Linked DNA regions of Mus musculus: regions 1, 2, 4 and 5 are each linked to region 3. Evidence: chromatin contacts called from public Hi-C, HiChIP or PLAC-seq and promoter capture Hi-C data. All regions are on one chromosome and are shown on one strand. The core of a region is the stretch at or near the end of the contact, and the rest is flanking DNA. Distances in the headings are between cores, read along the strand shown.

The links. Promoter capture Hi-C pulls out the DNA fragments that hold promoters and counts their contacts. A called contact is a pair of places that touch in the nucleus more often than the background predicts. HiChIP or PLAC-seq counts read pairs in DNA pulled down with a chosen protein or histone mark.
Region 1: a contact with region 3 is called in an H3K4me3 HiChIP or PLAC-seq map of forebrain, with 2.6 times the contacts expected there. The contact joins the enhancer-like site here to the promoter of Pbx3 in region 3. A contact is called at or near these places in 1 of 39 promoter capture datasets (the 3T3-L1 cell line), 6 of 115 datasets of contacts at active chromatin or transcription factors (bone marrow-derived macrophages, effector CD8 T cells, embryonic hindbrain and 2 more) and 1 of 9 other capture datasets (pancreatic islet).
Region 2: a Hi-C map of the N1E-115 cell line shows a contact between it and region 3, with 8 times the contacts expected there. The contact joins the promoter of C230014O12Rik here to the promoter of Pbx3 in region 3. A contact is called at or near these places in 3 of 484 Hi-C or Micro-C datasets (the N1E-115 cell line, cerebellar granule neurons and palatal mesenchyme), 9 of 115 datasets of contacts at active chromatin or transcription factors (astrocytes, embryonic basal ganglia, embryonic forebrain and 6 more) and 1 of 9 other capture datasets (pancreatic islet).
Region 4: an H3K4me3 HiChIP or PLAC-seq map of embryonic limb bud shows a contact between it and region 3, with 4 times the contacts expected there. The contact joins the enhancer-like site here to the promoter of Pbx3 in region 3. A contact is called at or near these places in 1 of 39 promoter capture datasets (liver), 1 of 484 Hi-C or Micro-C datasets (nephron progenitors), 10 of 115 datasets of contacts at active chromatin or transcription factors (embryonic basal ganglia, embryonic forebrain, embryonic hindbrain and 5 more) and 1 of 9 other capture datasets (embryonic tail).
Region 5: a promoter capture Hi-C map of hippocampal neurons shows a contact between it and region 3, with 3 times the contacts expected there. The contact joins the enhancer-like site here to the promoter of Pbx3 in region 3. A contact is called at or near these places in 1 of 39 promoter capture datasets (hippocampal neurons), 1 of 484 Hi-C or Micro-C datasets (palatal mesenchyme) and 9 of 115 datasets of contacts at active chromatin or transcription factors (embryonic forebrain, embryonic hindbrain, embryonic limb bud and 6 more).

The regions. Positions count from the first base shown.
Region 1 is chr2:34,670,224-34,672,923 of GRCm38.p6, reverse strand. No RefSeq gene overlaps it. Among named protein-coding and RNA genes, the nearest start is that of Gm34372, 33 kb to the right of the region's middle. Within about 2 kb of position 1,438, at least 152 of the 459 cell types and tissues checked have an H3K27ac peak or open chromatin away from gene starts, as enhancers often do. A contact at or near this core is called in bone marrow-derived macrophages, forebrain and pancreatic islet, where this site is marked.
Region 2 is chr2:34,106,442-34,109,141 of GRCm38.p6, reverse strand. C230014O12Rik (RIKEN cDNA C230014O12 gene) reads left to right here and starts at 1,407. Exons shown (of 4, transcript NR_130173.1): 1 at 1,407-1,633.
Region 3 is chr2:34,370,795-34,373,551 of GRCm38.p6, reverse strand. Pbx3 (pre B cell leukemia homeobox 3) reads left to right here and starts at 1,507. Exons shown (of 9, transcript NM_016768.2): 1 at 1,507-1,831; 2 at 2,655-2,728. The coding sequence starts at 1,632.
Region 4 is chr2:34,064,001-34,066,700 of GRCm38.p6, reverse strand. The region is part of intron 1 of C230014O12Rik (RIKEN cDNA C230014O12 gene); the gene reads left to right. Among named protein-coding and RNA genes, the nearest start is that of C230014O12Rik, 42 kb to the left of the region's middle. Within about 2 kb of position 1,425, at least 18 of the 459 cell types and tissues checked have an H3K27ac peak or open chromatin away from gene starts, as enhancers often do. A contact at or near this core is called in embryonic basal ganglia and embryonic limb bud, where this site is marked.
Region 5 is chr2:34,083,372-34,086,071 of GRCm38.p6, reverse strand. All of the region lies in intron 1 of C230014O12Rik (RIKEN cDNA C230014O12 gene), which reads left to right. Among named protein-coding and RNA genes, the nearest start is that of C230014O12Rik, 23 kb to the left of the region's middle. Within about 2 kb of position 1,386, at least 29 of the 459 cell types and tissues checked have an H3K27ac peak or open chromatin away from gene starts, as enhancers often do. A contact at or near this core is called in forebrain and hippocampal neurons, where this site is marked.

The DNA.
Region 1 (2,700 bases), core at 189-2,688, 300 kb before region 3:
AGGGATCTGATGATGTAACCACAATCAAATTAATGGTCATTTTCTGGGGTGTGCTCCAGACATTGGGTCTTTAAGACAGGGTTTCTCTATGTATCCCTGACTGTCCTGGAACTTTCTACGTAGACCAGGCTGGCCTCCAATCACAAAGATACTCACTCCTGCCTCTCTCCAGAGTGCTGGGATTCAAGGCCTAGATTGGAATGTGCTCTATTGGGAAAGCTATGAGTGGTATCCATCAGTTTGGGTCCCAGGACCTAACAATTCTAGTGTCCTCACACCTCTGTGGTCCCAGCTCAGAGGCTTAGATGAAGGACAGAGGAATCCAAGTCTGAGGGAGGATCCTGGGGCCTGCTGGCTTCCAGACTAGTGAGAAAACAGGGACCCTGATAGAGGACACCTGATGCCCAAGCATCCGCCTAAAAGCCACAAAGACACACAAGGCAGTCTTAACAAAAGTAAAGCAGCCAAGCCTGCAGCTGCCGGGAAACATACTCTGTCTGCCTTTGCGAGTGAGCCTATCTTCCCGATAGCTCCTCCAGCCTCTCACTTGTGTTACCTTTGTCTCCTGTAAATATCCTTGGAGGACCAGTGACACCTTCATTCCCTCTCCAGTAAGGTCTGGCCCCCTAGTGCTCCTGCTTGCCTGCACAGTCACAAGCAATGGTCCCCAGATGTTTGCTGCTGGGAGTGGATAGTATAAACTATCTTTTCTTTCCAAATTCAGGCAAGACCTGTCACTCAGTGGGATCCCACCTTTTGGAAAGATTATGCCCATAGCCTCTCCTGGCTCTGGTGGGCTGTGGGTGGGCTGTAGCTGGCTGCAGATCGGTGCATGTGTGTGCAAATGGGCTGTAGTCAGTCTGCAGGTGAGCTGTGGGTACATTTGCATCTCGGCACTTTATACGTGCGCAGTGAAACCCAGAGGGCCTGCACCGACAAGCCACATCCCTTACCCAGGAGGCAGGACTGGGACAACCGCGACTGGATATAAACTCTCCAGGGTGGGGTTGCAGGCTGCGCATGCGCTGGTCGTCCCTTCCTCTGCTTCCGTGCTGGGTCTCGAAGCCACTGACTGCCACATAAAGTGGGCCTGCTGGAAATGACCAAATGAGGAGCCGTAGAACCCAGACCGTCCGTGCCCGGCTCCCTCTGTATCATGTGTAGTCCACGCGAGACCCCAGCGCCCGTGGGGCCCCCGTGTCATCCGAGCGCCTGTTTGTAGCGGTGTCCAGCACATCGACGCATCTGCCCATGAAGAACGCAGTTGTAGCCCTACTTGGTCAGGTTAGGTGGCATCTGCTGATGGCTCTGTCGAGATCTTGCCCTTGTCCCCTGCTTGATTCCTGTCTGGCAGCTTTCCTCCCAGCCCACGACCCCCACTCCACCCCCGCTTTGCCGCTCCTTGGGTGACATCTTGTGGCCAAGGACAGGTACAAAGCAATAGCTGTGAGGCGGCCTTGTGAGTCTGAGCTTAGCAGTCGCTCCCAGCTTCCAGAGCATTGAAGGAACCCTGTACCAGGACAGCACTAGACAGACACCCCCCCCCCAAATGTGCAGCTCCCACGGTACACAAGCGAATACAGCCGGCGCCTCCTTGTCCACCGCGTCGTGTGAGATGGTCATTACCAGCTATGAGGCTTCTCTACGACAACTCCGTATCAAAGTTACTGTCCGGCCATCGACATCGATGTCCATCGCTCAAGGGCTCCGATCATCATGAAAGACCTAGCAGTACAGTCCCGACACCGGGGAGCCTTCACACCCCGTTCTGCAGGGGCTGCTGCTGGGGAGTGCTGCGTCTTCAGTCACAGTGGCACCGCGCACTCTGAGACCATTTCATCTGTCAAGAGTGGTGACCACGGGCTGCTGGTGAGATGGCTCAGTGGGTAAGAGCACCCGACTGCTCTTCCGAAGGTCAGGAGTTCAAATCCCAGCAACCACATGGTGGCTCACAACCATCCGTAACGAGATCTGACTCCCTCTTCTGGAGTGTCTGAAGACAACTACAGTGTACTTACATATAATAAATAAATAAATCTTTAAAAAAAAAAAAGAGTGGTGACCACATGTCCCTCCCACAGTGTGGGCATCGCCATGAGCCCCACGGTCCTGGTTTCCCTGTTGTTGCTGTGAGAAAATACCCCGACCAAAGCAAGTTTAAAAGAGAAGGACTTTATGTGGCTTACAGCTCCAGGTTACAGTCTGTCGTAGTGGGGCACTCAAGGCAGGAATGCCTCTTATGCTCCTTTTCCCGCTCCTGTATAGGGCCCAGCCCTTGAAATAATGCCACGCACATTCCACCAAATGGGTGTTTCCACCAAAGTTTCCAAACAATTGGATTATTTCCAACAAATAACCCAGCCACACATACACAGGCAAGTGCACTGGCCAACCTGATTGATTTAGACAACCCTTCACCTTGATCTTCCCAGGTTGACTGTACATTGTGTCAAGTTGACAATTAAAACCATCACACCTGCGGAGGCTAGAAATGATGTGGGGGGGGGGGAGGGGGAAGCTTATCAAAGCTGTACAGAAAATGGAGGTCATACTCTCTAGCTCACCAGAACTGCTTGAGAGGCGTCCTCCAGTGAATACTTCATGAAATAATTTGACTATAGCTCTACCTTCAGTTTTAAATGGTTGTATATGACCTAATATTATGAATAAAATTTATTCCTTACTCATGACTATTTGAAA
Region 2 (2,700 bases), core at 158-2,657, 260 kb after region 3:
ATAAGATAAAATAAACCCATTTCCCCCCCAGGTTGCTTTTGGTCAAGACAGGCTATCATGTGGGTGGCAAAGGCCGAGGCACCCCTGAGGCCGGGCGTGTGGACATCAGTGTTTCATTTGACACACAGGTGACCCATGTGGTAGGGTCAAAGGCCACACTCCAAGTAGCCCAGTCCTGGCTCAGTGCACTTCCCTAACTAACAAAAGATGCTTCCGGCTTGGTGACGGTTGGTTCCTCTCTACCCTTTTTGTACGCAGACCCCATGCTATCAGGCAAGGCTCTGTCAGAGAACACACCCAGAGCCAGATCGGCATCTTTGTCCTCATGAGGGTCTCATCCTATTAAAGGAAGCAGACACTAAAACTCCGGGACAGGTCCACCCTGATGGTGTCAAACTCTGTGAAGAAAGTTTGTGTGTGAGGGGTTTCTTTAAGGAGGGTTCCTCTGGGCTGGGAAGCCGGACCAGGCTGCCAGCAGTCTTGACTCAACATTCTGAGGTAGAAGAGGTATAAAGGCCTCAGGCAGGTGTAGACAAGGCTGCACTGTGAAGTGCTAAGATCCTGCTTTCTGGAATCCGGCCTGGAGGGCTTCCTGACTTAGAAGCCGCCCCGAGTCCAGAGGAAGTGCGACTCTGTCTTTGCTTCCTCAGCTTCCTCCTCTTCCTCTTCTCCTCTGGGGCCACCATCCGCAAGCACCCAGGAGAACTGAAACATCCTCCCTAGGTCAGGGCGCCCTTCTCCCCGCACGTAACCCTGGACTGCCACGGAGGCAAAAAAACCCCTGTTCGTGGAGCCGCTGAAAGGTGCGGGCCTGTGAACAAAGCAGCCCGTTACACTTAGGCCCCAATAAAAACGCTTCTAAGGGCCTAATTAACAGTTTAGGTACATATAAAAACATAATGAGAAAAACAATCTGTTTGCAAAAAAGGGACGAAAGAAAAAGAAAAAAAAAATTAAAAGGCCAAATTGGCAGAGCCTGGCCTGCTGCTGGGCACGTGGCGTCTGCACAGCTCGAGTGGCCGGGAGGGCTGGCCTAATGGTCTCCTCACATGCCGATATTCCACCTCTGTATGTCTGAGCAATTTTCAACTTGGCAGGAAGGGAGCCGCGCGGAAATTTGCGTAAGCCTTGATAAATATTTTATGCAAATTAAAATTGAATTCTTTGCTTAGTTTAAGCAATTTCCCTGTAAGGAGTGTGTCGAGGAGAGAGATTACAACATTTGCCTGGTTTGTTTATAATTTAATTTTTTTTTTATGTTGCGGCTGGCAGAGGAGGAGATGGCAACACCTGTGAGTGTTTATAACGTCCCATCTCCTTCACAGCTGCTCCTATTCAAAACACCTCGCCGGCGTAATAATTTCATAAAATTTCATGATTTACCATCTGCTCGTGCCGGTTTGGGCTTCAGCAATAAGCCCGCGCGTGGCGCCCGGCCCAGAAAGGTACAATAACTGTATATTTTAACTTAATGGTTTTTTGGGGGGCATGCAAATTTCTGTGAGCAGATTGTGTTGAGGCCTGGGCTTGGAGCGGCCTCCCTGAGCCCCAGAAGCCCCCCGGAGCACCCCCGGCTCAGTGAAGGTTGCCCGTGTCAAAATCGAGATATCAAACACCGAGGCTGAAAGACAAGGTAGGAGGTGCGAGAGGATTATTTTCCTTTTAGCGTTTGATGTCTGTGCATTTGGGTAATTAAAATGATTACTACAACAATTAAAGCAAGTAATTAGAAACTAATTACACCAGCATTTTTTGTGATTACAGGAGCAGATGAAAATAGTGTTCAAAATTAAATTCATTGCATATTCATGGGAATGAAATTAAATACTGCTGGGTGGATGAGATAATCGGAGGAGAGGAGAGAGGAGAGGCATTCTGGGGATTCGGAGAACAGACTGCGGTTAATACTCCAAACAGACATTTGGTTAAATCAGTGATAATCTTTTAATGGCTTTAAAAGGGGCTAATATTTGGAAAGCAGTCAAAATTGCTGAGAGTTTCTGTTTTTCACTCACTCTGTGATAATACATACCAGCTGTAGCACAATGGAAAACATTTAATCATTAGCCACTCAAATGGAGGCGCAGGAGCCAGCGTCTCCCCGCCTCTCCTGGTGTCTCATGCACGACAATAAATTAAATTAAAGAATCTTAGCAGCTCTTTCTTCCCTCCCCCACCCCTCCTCCCTCTCCTCTTTCCCGGCTATTGACTACTTCCCAGCCACTGCCTTGCCACGACCATTTAATGAGATCCCGTAGATTAAATAGATTTTCTGTTTAACTCCACACTGGTGAGATAGCATGTCAACGACGGAATGGCTATTAACATTTAAATATTTCACAGAACAAAAAAAAATCGGAATATGAATTTTTCATTGTTGCGACGCTCCCCCTGCCCCTCCCCCTTTCTCTCCCTCTCTTTTTCACGGCTCTCTCTCTCTTTCTCTCCCTTTCTCTGCTAGACCTAATGAAACTAAAGTAATTAGAAAGATACAAGAAGAGGGCTTTCACCAGAGTGCAATTAAATTGAGCGGGGAGCCGTTATTTATATAGGCTGGTCACTCCGTAGCTGCGGCTATTTTCTCAGCCTGCTTGAGTCATAGATTATTACAAGAGATTAATAATGTAAATTTCACTGACTCGGCTGCTCTCCGAGCCTTGGCCTTCAGAAATTGATGGGCACGCCATCCATCACCTCCTC
Region 3 (2,757 bases), core at 258-2,757:
CCCCGGATCTCCAGGACTCGTCGAGTGTGCAAAGCGCAGTTAGCTTAGAAAATAGTCCTGGATTTCACTCTCTCCAGGTGACATGTTTCTGTGACCTTTCCATTTGCTAGCTTTTCAGAGAAGAGCTCTGTCCATGCGAAACCACAGGCTCCCATTCTAACTGGTCACTCCTTGAGGGACAGACAGCGCAAGGCCCTACTGCCAGCGCTAACTCCTTGTGCTGAGTTCGGGTTACCATAGCGACCGTGGGACGGGCAGGGCTTTTAGACCCTTTTCCCGGTCTCAGCCCAGGACTTTCGAACGCTCCAATTGGGACAACCCTTTCTTGGCTCTGTCCCGCCTCGTTCGGCGCTGAGCGCAATGCGATTGGCCCTGTGCTTGAGGCCTTGTGCCCAGAGGGTACCACCTCTTGATATGAAGAGCGGGAAAGTATCCCAGGCACTGTCCGAGGCGTGAAGCTCATCTCATGCAATGGGGGACCACGCTGTCGGCTACGGGTACACTTTATTCGGTCCTATATAACACCTCTAAGTCCCCAACTGCTAATAATAGGGAAGGAGCAGGATCCGGGGACAACACTTTGCTGGCTGGACTGACCGACCATCTGTGGAGTGCCGGCGCGAGTAGCCCATAAGGCTCCCGGGCTGGCTCTCAGGCACCCCACAGCAGAGGCCAGAGGGGACGGGCTGCGTTCTAGGGGCGGGGCCAGTGGCGGCGGCGGGAGGCGCAAAGCCCAATGAGAGAAGGCTCCGCCTCCGGAGGCGGGGCATCCGGGGCGCTCCCCCGCCCTTCAGCTCTCCCTGCCCCTCCCCCCGCGGGCGCCGGGGCCGCAGTGAGTGAGTGGCACTGGCAGCCTGTCAATCCCTCAGCCGAGCGGCCTTCGAGCCCGGTCCACAGCGGCTGCTGACTGGGTGCGCGGCACCGGAGGTGGCGGCGGCGAGTTCTCCCGCCTCATCAATCTGCTGTCCGCCCGGCGTGCGGCCCGCCGGGGCCCTCCACCGGGCTCCGTGTCCCCGCCGCGCCGGCCCGCCCGCTCCCAAACTTTCCTCCTCCGCCCCTCTCGCTCCCCGCGGCCCGCCCGTCGGCCTCCTTCTCCTCCTCCTCCGCAGCCCGCCGCCGCCGCCGCCGCTCCCTCCCTCGGGGCCGCCGGTGCTCCGATCCCGCCCGGTTGAGGCGGCGGCGGCGGCGGCAGGCGGCTGAGGGAGGGGACCGTTCTGGCTGGCGCGGGCGGCGGCGGCCGCGGCGTCCCGGCAACTCGGCTGGCGCTGAGGACCAAGTTGTGCGGGGCCGCCCGGCGCGGCGAGGGGCGCTGAGGAGGCAGCGCGGCGGCCGCGTGAGGGCAGCGGGCACCACCGCCTCCGCCTCCGCCGGCGAGCGCGCCGCTTCCGCCCGCCGCTGTCCTCAGTCTCCTCCGCGGCGGAAGCCGGAGCCGGACGCCGGTCCGCGTCCCCTCAGTCGCGGGCCGCGCCGGGCCAGGCCGCCCCCTCCCGCGCGGGCGGGGAGCGCGCGGCCGCCTCCCCCTCCCCCTCCCCCTCTTTCTTCTCCTCCCTCGCCGCCGCCGCCGCTGCCGCCGCCGCCGCCTCAGCCTTCGCCTCCGCCGCCGCCGCCCGCTCCCGCCCGCGCGCGGCGGGATGGACGATCAATCCAGGATGCTGCAGACTCTGGCCGGGGTGAACCTGGCCGGCCACTCGGTCCAGGGGGGTATGGCTCTGCCGCCTCCCCCTCACGGCCACGAAGGGGCGGACGGCGACGGCAGGAAGCAGGACATCGGCGACATCCTCCACCAGATCATGACCATCACCGACCAGAGCTTGGACGAGGCGCAAGCAAAGTTGGTGTCGTCTCATTAAGCATCTTTTGTGTGTGTACGGGAGCCGGGCTCGGGTCCCGGCTGGCTCCCGGGACCCGGGCCTCAGTTGCGGGCGGGAACTTTCTCCGCCCGCCGGGCACTTGCTGTGTCCCCCATCGCGCGGGCAAAGTTGCTCGCCGGGCTCGGGACAAACTCGATCATTGCTTCGTCCGTGCCCTGCTGCCCGCCCCCCTCCCCAGATTTAAACCTCCCGCTCGGACCCCAGCGCGCTCCGCGTCCCAGCCGGGTCCGTGGCCGCACCGCAGGGAAGTGCAACTTTCTCCGCCTGCCCAGACTCCGGGCACCCACTCCCCTCGGCCCAGTCCGGGGTGACCGGCTGCTTCCCCGCACAACCCTGTGCGGGAGCGCCAAGTTCTCTAGAGGGAGGGCCGCTTGGCAAACTTTGCGGAGCTGTCACCCGCTGATTATTAGCCGCCCGCTGGCCGCTGCGCCCGCTCCTCTTGTGGAGCTTGGGCGTTGGGGTTCCCTCCGCTCCGGTCTGGTCCCTTGGGTCCCGCCGCGGCCCCCGGAGCGGAGCCTCATGCACGGGTCACTCCTGTGTACGCCGAGGCTTCTGTCGAGCCAGCAGATGGGTCACGCTGCTATCGGGCTGGAGCTCTCAGCCGCTAGAGCTTGCCGCCAGTTGCGAACTAGTAAACTTGAGTTTTTGTTGACTTCCCGTGGTTCAAAGGAGCTTTTCCAAACTGGGGGCCGGTTTTAAATCTTGGGTCTAACTTAAAGGAAGGCGCCATATTATTCCAATAGGTGATGCTAATACCTTTGTGTTTTGCTATTTGTTTTTTAGGAAACATGCTCTGAACTGTCACAGAATGAAACCGGCGCTCTTCAGCGTCTTGTGTGAGATCAAAGAGAAAACAGGTAAGACTCTGCTGCTCACAGTGGGCCTG
Region 4 (2,700 bases), core at 176-2,675, 310 kb after region 3:
GACAGATCTGTTTAAGTCTTGTTCTACCATGTCAGCCCTTCCTCCTTGGGTATTCTAGACCCTGGTAGGACCTGAAAGAGATCTGCATCATTGGGTGAGGGATATGAAATTACGGGACACCTGTGCATTGAAGCTCTGTGCTGTCCCAAAGAGGATGAGTATCAAGATGGAGGGGTTGTGCATCATATGAGGGGTATATACAACTAGGGATGGAGTAATATGCAGGTGTGGAGGTTTCTCCAGTAGCAGAGAGCCTGAGAGAGGAATTAGTGGAGGGTGGGGAGGGGAGACTAACAGCAAACTTGCCATCGCCAGCAGCAGTGGGTTCAAAGGGGTGGAGTCAACTCTTACACCACAGCCTCATCAGTGGCTATCAGAGGGGAGAGGTGACCTAGACCTTCCCCAGGGGCTCAGGGAGAATCCCTATTGTTCCTGGAGGCATGCTGGCCAGCAGTTATTCTGTTACTTCATCTTGACTGAGAGACAATCTTAGGGGAACTCAGCCCCAAAGTTTACTTAAGTGGGGGTTGGGGGGAGGAACCATCCAGAGACAAGGAGTGTTACACCACTGTCAAGTGTTAGATGTCGCCATCAAGAAAAAAAAATTACATCTCGTCCTGACGAGCGACTAATCAAGGCAAGGCGAACGGTCCCGCAATAAATTACGCGGGCACGAAATAAACCACACAAACAGACCGATGATAATAAATGTAAATTATTTCTCTGAAGAAATTTTCTTGGTATATGAGTAATTCGAACCATCAGGAAGGCGTCTTCCTTAACATTAATTACAGAAGATGACAAGCGGGCTGATGACTGGGAAGGCTCATTATCTGAGAACATATTCACAACTTTGCAATTTGCGCGAGATGTACTCCGGCTAAATTAATCTCCCTTCTTTGCATGAGCCTCTTCTAATTTTCATGTTATTAACAGGTTTGCAGTATCAGTCAGCGCCTGTCACTCTAATCAGGTTTCGGCATGTTCGCGAAAGCGAAGCGTCATTTATAAGGATAAGGCCTCATAATGGTGCTTGCTTTCATGTGGAGAATTCTACAAGGCCGCTTTTAATAAGGCACTTTAATCATCTCCTTTGCTCAACTTTTGGCCCCACTGTTCCTTTATGAAGAGTCATTAAAAGACTTGAAGTTCATCAAGGAGGGAATATTCATGACATTGTTCAGATGAGGTTGAGTCTGGTTCCAAGTAGAAGGCTACAGGGAGTAAGGGCAAGAGAGTGACCCACAGACAGCTACGGGTGACCTGTGTGCTTTGTCTCCACCAAAGGACGTCAGGTGCAACCAACCTGGTTCTCTGTCCAACCAAGACACGCCCCCAAATATGGTGGGTTGTACAGACCCCAGGGCAAGTCTCAGGGTCCTGAGCATCTGCAGAGGTTCTCGCAGGTCAGTACCCTGGACAGCTCCGAGCACTGGCATAAACAGCACCCCGTGGAGGGGTTCCACTCTGCTCCTGGTCTCTGAGTGTGGTCCGTTCCCCTCAATTGTTTTGTGTGATTTGGGGTTCAGAGGAGAACGGTAAGTTTTCTGCTCTAAGCAGAGTGTCTTCTCAGAGCGTCCAGGAACACTGACGGACTTGTAGACTGTGTACGTGCACTTGCATGTGTGAATCTGGGTCCCCACACCCTTTTTATATGGACCTGAGTCCCCTCTCCTGTGGATCTGGGTACTGTCTCCTGTGAAACTGAGTCCCATTGCCCTGAATCTAGTTCTCCTGCTTGCAAATTTGGGTTCCCTTCTTGTAAAACTGAGTCCCTTTATCTGTGAACCTTGGTTTCCCTCCTATGAATCTGGGCCCTCTGTTGTGAGCCTTGGTGCCCCTCTTTGCTTCAGGTCTTGCAGGGGGGGAGAAGAGCTCGTTCTACAACCAGCGGTGTCCTCCTCAATCCCCTCTACTCCAGAGCAGGAAATGTGCTCACGCATCCCAGCAGAGACCCATGGTGTTAGTTTGCCTCCAGCGATCCTCGGTGGCCTCTGAAAAACATCCTTAGCGCTTTGTTGTCACACAGAATCCTTCTGACTGGGCCAGCCCATCTATTAGTGTGCAGAGTATAAACTGGGAGAGGAAGGCAGGCCCTCATCCTCCCCAAGCCAGGAATCATCTGTGATCTTGGACAGGTCATCTTCTCTTCTAGGGTCACCTGTGTAACACCTGAAGGTTCTCCATCTTCTATCTTTGTCCCATGTTGCCACTGCTAACTAAAGTCCCATCTTCTCACATCCACTCAGTGATGGATCTGGAAGGAGCCTTACAAGGGGATAGCTTCCTGTTTTCCATATATGTCTCTACCCGCAGTGTAGTCTGACCATGTGGTGGCCTAGGTCTCTCCTGGCTGGGACAATGTTGGAGCACCTCCCCTTCTTCTGAGGCAGGAATGTACTATGGAGCTCAGACTGCCCTCTGAATAGTGTGTGTGTGTGTGTGTGTGTGTGTGTGTGTGTGTGTGTGTGTGTGTGTGTGTTCCTGTCTCAACCTCCTGAGTAATGGTATTACATGGTGTGCACCATAGTGACCAGCATGACCATGAATCTTAATCTTCAGGAGTCACCTTTCTCTGAGATCTATGGATAGTGCTCTGCCCTGTTCCCAGCCAGAGCTCACTGGTCCTCAGCTCAGCAGGTCAGACTCTCCTGAAGATCACGATAGGTTGATAGTCCCTGGCCTATAACAAGGACCCAT
Region 5 (2,700 bases), core at 137-2,636, 290 kb after region 3:
CACTAGATGAGGTGTCTTTGAAGAGATGGACTTAGTGACCTGAAGATTCTTGAACCGTGCAATCTCCTACATACCTTAGTGTCTCTGCTTCATCCCAGCATCCTGGATGGTCCGAGTGGCTTGCATGCTGGACTTCTGTCATAGAACAAAGGATTGCTCCATGCAGCTTCTGCTTTGTGACCCTACAAGGATTAAAAGCCCTCAGCCCTGGTTTATAAAGCACGTTGTTTCTGTAAACCAAAAGCTAGTGGCTAAGAATAGCAGAACTCTATCTTCTCACAGTTCCAGGGTCCAGAAATCTGAAGTGAAAGCTTTGGAGGTGCTTCTTTCTGCCTCTCCAGCTCCACGTTAGGCCAGTCATCTTCCATACCCTGAGCTTGTGGCTGCACCCCTCCACTCTGCCTCTGAAGTCAGATGGACTCTTCTTTCCTCTTAAATTACACGAGTACAACTGAATTAAGAACCACCCATTCTGGTAAGGCCTCATCTTACCTTGATCATACCCACAAAGACCCAATTTCCAAATAAGGTCCCACTCACAAACACAGTGACACTGCCATGTGGCTTTTGTTTATCTGTTAGAGACAGGCTCTCACGCTGCAGTAGCCCGGGCTGGCTTGAGCTCACTAAGTAGCTCAGGCTGGTCTTAAACAGGAGGCTGCCTCAGCATCCCACTCCCCCACCCCCCCAAGTACTGGCTTACAGGCCTGAGACACCATGTCTACATGTCTGGCCTTTGTGTGTATGTGCTCATGTTTATACATGCATGCCACAGTGCCCAGCTCTAACAGGGGACTGAACTCAGGCCCCTATGCACTATACTGACTGACCTATCTCCCAGGATTTTGGAGGGACAGAATTTGATACACAGCATATTCTAATTATGTAGCCCCCTTAGGAAGTTAGTAGGGACATTTACTCCAAGCCATCTTGACACTGAAACCTGAGACCTATCTGAGAAATAACAGGGGTGTGAGTATCAATTTACTTTCTGTTGCTATAATAAATGCCATGGCCAAAAACAGCTTAGAGAAGGAAAGTATCTATCTATCAATCATCTATCTATCTATCTATCTATCTATCTATCTATCTATCTATCTATCTATCAATTATCTATCTGTCTATCATCTCTCTATCATCTATCTCTCTATCATCTATCTCTCTATCATCTATCTATCTATCTATCTATCTATCTATCTATCTATCTATCTATCTATCTCTAAGTCACAGTCCATCATTGAAAAATTTAGGGCAGGAACTCAGCAGAAACCATAGAGAATTTTGCCTACAGGCTTGCTTCCCCAGCCAGCTTTGTTATACAACACAGAGCCACCTATTCAGGGGTGGCCCCACCCACAGTGGGTGGGACCCTCCCACATTAATCAACAATTCAGCAGTTCTCCACAGATGGCTCAGCAGGCTACTGAGCCTGGCACTCCTCAGAATCCACAGAGCAGGAAAAAACTGATTCCTGTGAGTTGTTCTCTGAACTCTACACAAAGGCTGGGACATGTGTGTATGCATGCACACAGGAATGTACACGTACACACATGTACACACACACACACATCAAACAATAATAAAAAAAGAAGAAACAGAGCCTGTATTCCCAGGGCTGCTGTGATAGTTAACTTTCAACATCAGTTTGACTGTGGGGTCATCTCTGGAGGCATATGTGAGAATGTTTTCAGAGAGGTATAACTCTGAGACCCACCATGAGTGTAGGTGACACCATCCATAGGCCAGGGGTCCCCCTGAATAAAAATGGAGGGACAAGGAGAAAGTCTGGTGAACATCAGCATTCATTGCTCTGGTTTGGGATCCAGGAAGGAGTCCCAGTCCTACAGGCCCACTGCCATGATGGACTGTACTCTTGCAGGTCATCAGCCCAAATAAACTGTTCTTCCCTTAAGTTGCTTCTGTTGTCATAGCAATGAGCAAAGCAACTAACACAGCTGCTCTACAGCTCAGAAAGTCACAACACAGAGGTGAGGCCCTCACCTGAATTCATCCATCCTCAGATGTTTGCTGAAGACCTACTGTGTGCCAGGGATGGCAAATACCATGGAATCACCTCACGGAGGGAGACCTACTGTGTGCCAGGGATGGCAAATATCATGGAATTGCCTCATGGAGGGAGATGTTTGCAGATGGATCGTTCTAGGAACTCCAATAAGCTATGATGACTGCTATTCTAAAATATCACAGGAGTGATTGAAATATAAGACAGGAGACCAGTCAAATGCAGGACTTGGGAAATAAGAGGAGACCTAAAGGGTTATTCAGGAACTGGGCTAAAAGGGAAGTTTGTGTCTAGTGTTCTAGCAGGTGTGGGCCATATGTGGGTTGGAGTCCATATGTGTTGAAGCCCCGAGACAGCACTCATGGAAGTTGTGGGGTAGGGGAGTTGAAGCTCGAGACTTGAGGAGCAGGTGACAGTTGGATAACCCCTGAGGATATGTCCCGGGAAGACTGAGCAGGGCTCCTCATGGAGTCTGATCAGCCTTGGGCAGTACCATCATCTAAGGCAGGTGACAGTGTTTCCGTGCCCTTGGCCCCAGATGTTCTGATCACTGCATCCTCTGTGGCCTTGCCAGAAGCATGAGAGACTGTCAAAGGGACACCAAGGCAAGAGCAAGTGACACTAACCAGCTGATCCAATGGGGAAGGGAATGAATGTTCCAGGTCCTTTAAGATCTG